Linked DNA regions of Mus musculus: regions 1 and 3 are each linked to region 2. A link is a contact called in public Hi-C and promoter capture Hi-C data. All regions are on one chromosome and are shown on one strand. The core of a region is the stretch at or near the end of the contact, and the rest is flanking DNA. Distances in the headings are between cores, read along the strand shown.

Region 1 (3,116 bases), core at 35-2,534, 1.2 Mb after region 2:
GATTCACCGAGCCGCTGAAAGGCCACAAGGGGGATGTCGCCCCAGTTTCATACTCACAACCATCTGAGCACATACTGGATGGTGAAGCCGGATGGCAGCACCAGGTCGGTACCCAAGCCGGCTCACCAGAGCCAGGCATCCCAGATTAAGGGTGGGCGGCGCAGGACACAGCGCCATTGCCTGAGGCAAAGGCGGACTTCGCTGCAACCAGCCCGAAGCACGTGCCCGGGCTCGCCGGTGTCCCAGAGCCGGGGACAAAGTCTGCTCCTGCCCGTTCTGCAGCTCCAGCACCCGGCACCAGCGTCTGGACAAGGTGGGCAGGACTTGAGCACCGCCGCAAGCCAATCCCAGACCCCACCCCGATGCAGGTTCGGCCGCCCACGACTCCTGCGTGCACTCACCATTGTGGTTGACCCAGGTTGGCTTCAAGAGCTTCATTGTTCGGCCGCTGCCGGGCTGAAGCCAGAGCCGTGTCCCTCAGCACGCCTGGGCCATGGAGCTGCCGCAGCTTCCTCCCGCGCCGCCCGCCCTCCGGCCGCCGCCCACCCTTGCCCTCAGCGCCGCCGCGCCATCGCCGGCCCGTGCCCCCAGCCGCCGCCACAGCCGCCTCCTGCGCTCGGCCGCCGCCGCCGCCGCCACAGCCGCATCCCCTGCGCCGCTCCTCCTCCGGCGGCTCCCGGGCAACGCCGGAAGTCACGGCGCGCACCTGCCAAATCGCCCCGGCGGGAAACCGCTCCCTACGCGGACCGGGCCGCCTCGGTTCTTCGGTAGACAGGGGGGGGAGGACGGGGATACTCCGCTGCCACTGATGTGGTCGCCGATGAGGGTCGGTGTGAGCAGGCTGGCAAAGCCTTGAGATCCCGCCCGGCGATGCAGAACCAGGGTGGTGTGCAGATCTCTAGTTCTACCTCCGCGGCTCCGAGTCCAGCTTAGTAACTAGCTTCCGCCATCCATCAATTCGCGCTATTGGGCATCTCGCGAGCGCCAGCCGGGCGGGCGCCAGCATGCATCTAGCGGCAGACGGCAGCGGGCCCTGAGCTCGATTGCATGCATAAAAGAACTAGGCTGGTGAAGGATAGGGGGCCAGACGGGCGCATTTATTAGAAGAGCGGGGCGTTTTCATAGATGTAAACACATAGGCCAGGCGGAGCAGAGAGCAGGAAAACACCGCAGCATCCACAGAAGGCGGGACGCCCGCAAAAGGGCGCGGCGAAGCCACCGTTGCTTGCCCGGGGCGGGGCTGCGTCGGGGGCGGGGCCAGCTGCGGGCCCGCCTCTCGGAATCCCAGACCCGCGAGTTCCGGGCCGAGGCCTGCCAGACCCGACCGGGTACCTCAGGTCGGACCGCCCAGGGGCGTGCTCCCGGAAGCTGCCCGCCAGCGGGTGGCGTGAAAAACTATGGCTACCGGGGTGATGCTGTGTGCTGCGCGGGCTCTGCGGCCTCGGAGCTGGTGAGTGTAGCCGCGGGTGGCAGAATACCCAGGGCGCGTGCGCGGGCTTTGCCCCGTAGCTGCTCGCTAGTGCTCGCAGATTATTTCTGGGCATGAGCCTACCGCATCTGTTGCGGATGAAAATCCGAACTGGAAGTGTACTCACTTAACAGGCTATTTGCCTAACAAGTGTGAAGCCTAAGTCGTGCTTAAGTGGTGGCCTACTCCTGCAACCCCAGCACTATGGAGGTGGAGGCTAGGTCAGAAAGTCAAGGTCGTAACAGCTGCATACAAACCTGGCTATATTACACCCCATTTTTAAAAAGAAGAAAAAGACGCCGGGCGTGGTGGAGCACGCCTTTAAACCCAGCACTTGGGAGGCAAAGGCAGGCGGATTTCTGAGTTCGAGGTCAGCCCAGTCTACAAAGGGAGTTCCAGGACAGCCAGGGCTTTACAGAGAAACTCTGTCTCAAAAAAACCCAAAAAAAAAAAAAAAAAAAAAAAAAGGAAGAAGAGCAATGTGTTTTTAAAAATCCAAGGATATGTTTTATAGAAGGGACGTATAGTACAGTGGGAGGGGGTACTTTACTCAGTGGTCCACACTGAAGCATCCCTCCTTCCTTCCTCGAGGTACCAGTCATATACTAGACAGGTCTAGTATAGAATAGAGTTTATTTGTGGGTATGGGAAGGGGAATTGAGAAGAGAGTAGAGGCAGAGAAAGAGAGGGGACAGAGAAGGGGAGAGAGAGAGAGACAGAAAGAAACAGAGAGACGGAAGAAGAAGGAGAAGAAGAAGAAGATCCTGCCAGAGCAAGTAAAGGCTCTGCCCCAGTGAGAAACAGAGTTCTGTAAATTCCTCACTTTGACCTTGCTGGCCTAATACAAATGAACTAGACATGGTGGAGCAGCTGAGGCAAGAAAATTGTCTCAAGTTGCAAGATAGCCCGAATTAGGGAGACTTTTGTCTGAAAAAAATACAAAATAGATACTTACAAACATCCTCCGGGTTTTAGGAAGACCTATAGTTATGTGTATGTGCCTTCTCTTTCCCCAGATCTTTATACATACCCTTCTCTCCTTCAGGATCCCTGGAACCTGCCAGGCACACGTCAGACACACCCACCAGAGAGCTTCCTTACTGGCCTTCTGGGATCTCATCCCCATGAGGTAAAATCCAGCATAACCCTTAGCTCTTGGGGTATGAGAAACACGTGTATGCATATGACCAAAACAAAGCAAGAGTGCCCAACCTTGGGTTAGCAAGCAGATTTCAGTCTGTGGAACTAATAGTTAAATTTAAGTGGATGCCTCTGTCCTTTGAAGGAGCTCTGTACTATGATAGCATAGCATATATGTATTGCTACTTGAGTAGTTTAAATAAGTAGCAGCTAGATTTAAGGAGTCTTATGTGTTTCAAAGGGCATATCTTAACTTCTGTATTTCCATAGGCCTTGCTCTTCCCTGCTCATTCTGATTCACTGAGTGGGAGAAAGGTTCAAAGACTAATAATAGTTACTCTAGGAACTTTGGATGCTTTCTTGGGGCTTTATTTAGTTTATTGCTAAAAGGTTTGCTTTAAGGGTTTTTTTTTTTTAATGTTTATGTTCCTGACATATGTATACACATGTGTTTGGGGTGCCCAAAGCCAGTCAGGGGTTATAGCTCTCCTAGTTACAAACAGTTGTG
Region 2 (2,761 bases), core at 170-2,669:
ATTAAGGCTGCTTTATTAAGTATATTATACCTGCTTTACTGAAGAAACTCAACTTTTCTGAGATAAAATGACAAAACCTAGCTGCACCATAAGTTTAAGAGATTTGGAAAACCACCTTTAATATCCTCCGTCTGGAAATGACTGGGCTTTCGGTTATCTTAATGTACAGTTTTCCAAACACACCTTCAACTCACTTATCAGAAACTTCTCAATTACCTGGGAGATTAATACACGAAATTGTGTGCCCCAAAAAGGGAAAACTAAGAAAGCTCATTCAAAAATCCAAAACCAAAAAACTTTTAGGTGAATAACCTCAAAATATCTTTTTTTTTAAAGGTAAAAGCCACCGTTTATATTTTTAGTGGCAAGGGATACATATTAAATCCTAATAAAGAAAAACAAAACACCAAACCATTATCAACCATCAACCATCTGGTGGTTGTGCCAGGTGTCAGCTGAGAACACTAACAGAAAAAAAAATTGACATGATTAAAATCCGCTAGAGCTGATATTGAAGCTTCTCAAATGTGGCCTTGTGGGTCATCCTTTACTACCTAAGGCTGGACAGAGCAGGCAAGGGCAACTTCGCAGAGCTGCGCGCTGTCCTACGCCAGGAGCTACGGGTTAGCCCCCACCCCCTGGCCTCTGCAGGGCACGCCCCCTTCCTACCCACCGCCCCGCTGCTCCCCTCCCTCGGCGCCCGCGTCCTCCAGGTCACCTTCAGGCGAGGGCGGGACTGCCTGGCACGGGCCACCCACCTACCACCCCCTGCCAATAAAAATTCGGAACTCGCCGGCCCGGCCCGCCTGCAGCGCCCAATCCCGGCCGCCCGAACGATCTTCGCCTCGGGTGCCCAGGGCTTGGGGGCGGGAACATTGGGAACTAAATTAAGAAGCAGAGGGCCCTGAGAAGGAAGCGGGCAGCCGGGTGGGGGCTCCCCCGGGACGGCCCGAGGCCGCGCTCCCGGTAAACAAAGGCTTCGCGGGGGCGGGTAACGGTCAGGTGACCACGCCCCGCATGTTTCGCAACTGTGCTGCTGGCTGCTATGGCCCCAGCACCCCGATCCTTATCCGTGCTAGGCGACAGCACTCACGGTCACCCCACGGAAACTCCAGGTCCGAGGCCGAAACACTCCGGCCGCTTCCACCCTAAGTGTATTGCTGCCGCGGGGCTCGTCCCTGCCCTGTCCCCACGCCCGAGGCCGCATCGGGCTTCTGGCAGCCAGGGACCTCGCCTCCCTCCCGCCGGTGCCGGGGATCAGCGCCGCGGTCGCATGCCGCTTGGAGCGGCCACCCTGGTACCTCTCGGCGCAGGCTGGAAGCGGCACGAGCGGCGACCCCCGTCCCTGCTGCGCCGGCGTCTCCTCGAGCCACCGCCAGTCTCTGCCACTGCTCACAACAAAGGAAACATGTGACCGTCGAGCCAAAACACTTAGCGTCACCCACCCTTGGCCAATGGGGGGGAGGCATCCGCCTTCCCGGAGCATTCTGGGAGACGTAGTTTTTACTGCCGGTGGGCTCTCAGGCCATCTGGGTTCCGCTAGAGGGCGGAAACCCAACCCCGGGCTGCTAATTCCAAACATTTATTTAAGGTAGAATAAGATTAAAGGAATGCATCTTGATCAAGACAGAAGTGGTATGTTGATTGTTTTCAAAGAGCCCTTTACATCCCAAAGCCAAAGCACAAGACCAGGACTTAGCCAACCTTAGAGCTTGGAATAAGGCTTGTTTTAATTACCATGTTCTAACACACTTGGGAAATCAGAGGGCCTGAGAGGTGGAGTGTACTAGAAGCCTGGTCATAATTGCAGAGGACGCTTTCTTTGTAAATCTGTCAAGGTCGCTATCAGAGCCTCAGTTACTTTTTAAATTTAATTTAATTTTTGTCTTAATCAGATGCAGGAGTTGAACAAAAATTGTAACAAACCTTTATTTTCCGAGGCACATGGAATCTTCTTCAAGATGTTTTGTTTCTAGGAGATTCCTTTTCAAGGATGGCCGTCCTCTGCTCTTGAAAATGTTTGGATAGTTCTGGCTTCTGACAAAAGTTACGTACTTCTTCCTTCTGCACTTCATTAAGACAGCCTTGCCTCCGTTAAAATTAGATGTGTTGCCACAAGGTAGAGAGAGAGGAGCAGAGTTGACAGGCAGGCCATTTGATAAGCTTTTAGGTCTCCTTTTCATGTTCTATTAACTTAAAAAAAGCCTACTGAGTACTTCCTGGGGCGCGGGGGTGGGGGGTGGAGTGGGGGGGACCTTTCTTTGACTTTTCTAAGATTTATGGCTAGGCCTGCAGTAAAACTGCTTGCCACTCTGGCTTGACCAGTTGGTGCTATCAGCTTAGAGAGTCCTTTCTTTGGTTTTCTCTTGTCAAAGCAAGAAGATTTATTTTCATATTCTCTCCTTCCTTCCCTCGTCCTTTTCCCCTCCTCCCCTCTTTTCCTCCTCCTTCCTTCTCTTCCCCTCTCTTCTCCACAAATTGATTTAAACAAGATACATAACTTGAAGGAAAACTATCTAGAATTCTTTTTAAATTGTCTATTATTATTATTATTATTATTATTATTATTATTATTAATTCTTTGTGTGTGTCTGTATTGGCTATCTGAGTGCTGGTAAAGATCAGAGTCATTGGGTCCCCCTGGAGCTGCAGGTGCTGGGAGCTGAAATCCAGATAGAGCAATAAGTGCTCTTAGCCATTAAGTCATTTCTTCAGCTCTATTTATTTAAAAATTTAAAATTTAAATATGTTTTGTCTGCGT
Region 3 (3,152 bases), core at 552-3,051, 1.1 Mb after region 2:
CTTTTCCTTCCTACTTTCATCTTCTTTTTTTCCCATTCTTTGAACTACTTATTGAGAGCCATTGAGTGCTTCTCAGTGTGAAATGAAATATTTAGAGACCTGAAACATTCCAAATCTTTTTGGATCAAAAGCTTTACTTAGGTCAATGTGGCCGTTGGAAGAGGAATGTGGGGATGAAGGTGGCAGGGTGGTTCAGAACAGCAGTGGTTCAGCTTCTCTTAGTTTAGTTTTAGACTATAATATTACACTCACAGAACTGGATAAAGAAGTGGGAAGTGAACAAAAAATAATGGTGGCTATCTTCATGATGCTTAGAGAACAGATACCAAATGAAGACATAGGTGAAAGTCTCCTAAAATTTCTTAGACCATGCAAACTGTAGGTAAACAAAGACAATGGATAATTTTCCACATCTCTCTGATAATCAATCAAGCCAATGAATGTTGATTTAAGGATTAAGACTTAGATGGATGGTTTTCTGTCTTGTTTTCAATGTAACACCAAATACAGAGTTCTTCTAGTAAATATGTGAACAGACAGGAAATACATGTTTGTCTAGTGTTAACTGACCTAGAGCAAAAAGACTAAAAGATATAAAATTTCTTTCCCATAGTTTGCCAAAAATATGATGTTATATTTTAATGTAGATAAAAATTAAAAACCAATATAACCTAAATTTCTGCTCCACAGATATCCACAGTGGTTAGCCATAGATGCAGACAATAAGTATAGGCACAGACAAAGGCATACATACACACCTCATATCCATATTCATGAAATTATGTATATGTATACGTATTTATGTGAGACAGATATTGATATATAGTTGATCTTGAATCTGTATGTTTGGATCACCCTCCTGTCTCAGCCTCTCAAGTCCTGGAATTATATTAATAAACCCATGTACCTAGCTCACATCTCACCTTTCAACCTCTTCAAAGTAACACAGTATCCATGCTTTTACAGATGCATTGTCAGCTTTTCTCAAAAAGAGAATAATGATTATTAAATAACCCCATGCTTTTGTTTTATAATTAAACATATTCTTTGAAAAGCTAGAAAACATGTAGAAACAAACTTCAGGGCTGGAGAGATGGCTCAGTAGATAAGAGGATGGGCTGCTCTTTCAGGAGACCTGGATTCAATTCACAGTACCTACATAATAACTCACAAATATAGCTCCAGTTCAGGTGATCCAATGCCTTCTTCTGGACTCTTTGGGCAACACACATGCATATGATACAGACATACTTGTTAACAAAACATCTGTATACATAAAGTTAATTTTTTAATAAAAAATCTAGTTTATCCTAGAAAACACCCTGAAAGTGTGTTGGTGTGGCTCTTTCTAGACTATTCTCTGTAAGAAATAATGTCATTAAACAAAGATGAGATATTGTCCTTCTCACATGCCCATGGGTCCCTCTTCACTGCTGTAGACATCCATCCAGCTCCTTCTCCAAGGCAACTTAGACCCTGTGAAAGTGTATATAATTTTCTTCTTAAAAGTGTACCCTGAGTGGCCAGTGAGATGGCTCAGCAGACTAAACATTCCTTTTAATCCACTTCCTGAGACTCAATGATGAAATAAACTCTAACAAGTCGGTCTTTGGCCCCCACATGATTACTGTGACATACAAGTGGCCCCCAATTTTTCAAACACAAACGCACACACACGAAACAAAATAATAAAAATTTAAAAAGTAAACTCTAGCTTTGAGTCTCCATGTCACTTAGGCCATGTGACATCACCATGATGAAGTCCTGAAAGCAGAATTTCTGGTCATGAGGAGGAAGTCCCAATCTGTGGACACAGGAGATAAAGTTATGAAGGACTGAAATCATGTGTCATTTTCATAGAATTTCAAGTAACTGGGGTTTTTGTGCTTGTTCACTCAGTTATTCATTTCTTTCCAGGTTAGGAAATAGAGATAGAACTCCATAGTTCTGATCCAGTCAACTCCTCTCTGGTACCCTGCTAACATGCAAAGTGACAAGTGGTTGATTCTAAAACTTCATTTGCCCTGCACTTCCAAGATTTTAATATTAAAGGCTGAGCTTGGAATATGAGGATGAAGCCAGATAGAAGGCAGCATCAGGCCTTAGGACTATTGCTTGGATTTTGAAAGGATGTAATGTAGACTTGATAGTCCTACCTATGAGAGACACATTCAACTACAATCAAAATGGCCTTTTCCTTCTCGAGGGCCACACCTGGTTCTGTTTGTCATGCTTTGCTTACCATCAGCTTGGTTTCACTTCTGTTTATTTCTCTCTTTTTGTGACCTTGAGTTTTTGTTTCAGTCAACACAGAACTAACTTTAGCTTGGGGATTTCCAAAGTGGCCAACAGAAATCTTGTTGAGTAAAGCTAGAAAAAGCAAATAGGTCTACCCCTACACACACACACACACACACACACACACACACACACACACTTTGTCCTATCTCTCATTTTATCCTCTGCAACTGAGGCATTTCTATCTTACCAGGCCTAGATCCTACCTCCACAATCAACCCTACCCTATAACAATTCTATGATTTCCAAGATATATGAGATCTGGGGATCTTTCTGACATCCTCATTGGGAAAACTGGGAGGGTGGTGCTCAAAGAAGGAATGTTAATAGTTAAAGGTCATAAAAAAAAATCAGAGAACAGGTCTAGGCAGTGTCCTAGGTGATTATAATAGTGGCTGGGATTAGTAAGGGGCCCCATATGTCAAGCACAATGCAGATAACATCTCTTTCAATCTCCAAATCCATCCTCTGGGACTTATTCTTAATCAAAACCTCATACAGAAGAGGCAACAGATTTAACAATAGAAAGTGAGTAGCTTAGATAGGGTCAAGAGCTGATGAACTTGGAGCAGTATATATCTCTGGATGTCCACCAACACCTTCTACAGAAATAACGGTCCTCCAGACTGTCCTGAACTCTCTGCTGATGACCTTCCACACATTTGACAATTTATTTAGTTTACTACAAGCCATACTACCTGTAGCTCAGACCCTATGAACATCTGATCTTGTAGCTATTTAATTTCTACACCCTTGAAATGACATAAGGCTCTTCATGGTATTTTCATGGTAGATGAAAATAACCTCCATGTGAGCATGTCCATTGTCCAGAAGTGGGTAGCACTCTACACTAA

The links. Promoter capture Hi-C pulls out the DNA fragments that hold promoters and counts their contacts. A called contact is a pair of places that touch in the nucleus more often than the background predicts.
Region 1: a promoter capture Hi-C map of pre-B cells shows a contact between it and region 2. The contact joins the promoter of Mrpl40 here to the promoter of Klhl24 in region 2. A contact is called at or near these places in 6 of 39 promoter capture datasets (the C10 cell line, the HPC-7 cell line, cranial neural crest and 3 more), 2 of 484 Hi-C or Micro-C datasets (B cells and cardiomyocytes) and 8 of 115 datasets of contacts at active chromatin or transcription factors (astrocytes, embryonic forebrain, embryonic stem cells and 5 more).
Region 3: a Hi-C map of B cells shows a contact between it and region 2, with 8 read pairs. The contact joins the enhancer-like site here to the promoter of Klhl24 in region 2. A contact is called at or near these places in 2 of 39 promoter capture datasets (pre-B cells and stem cell-derived epiblast-like cells), 1 of 484 Hi-C or Micro-C datasets (B cells) and 2 of 115 datasets of contacts at active chromatin or transcription factors (embryonic stem cells and pro-B cells).

The regions. Positions count from the first base shown.
Region 1 is chr16:18,874,805-18,877,920 of GRCm38.p6, reverse strand. Mrpl40 (mitochondrial ribosomal protein L40) reads left to right here and starts at 1,284. Exons shown (of 4, transcript NM_010922.2): 1 at 1,284-1,450; 2 at 2,514-2,597. The coding sequence starts at 1,398. It overlaps Hira (histone cell cycle regulator), which reads right to left and starts at 1,171. Exons shown (of 25, transcript NM_010435.2): 1 at 402-1,171. The coding sequence starts at 438.
Region 2 is chr16:20,096,212-20,098,972 of GRCm38.p6, reverse strand. It overlaps Klhl24 (kelch-like 24), which reads right to left and starts at 1,419. Exons shown (of 8, transcript NM_029436.3): 1 at 1,302-1,419.
Region 3 is chr16:19,006,605-19,009,756 of GRCm38.p6, reverse strand. No RefSeq gene overlaps it. Among named protein-coding and RNA genes, the nearest start is that of Hira, 130 kb to the right of the region's middle. Within about 2 kb of position 1,801, at least 27 of the 459 cell types and tissues checked have an H3K27ac peak or open chromatin away from gene starts, as enhancers often do. A contact at or near this core is called in B cells and pro-B cells, where this site is marked.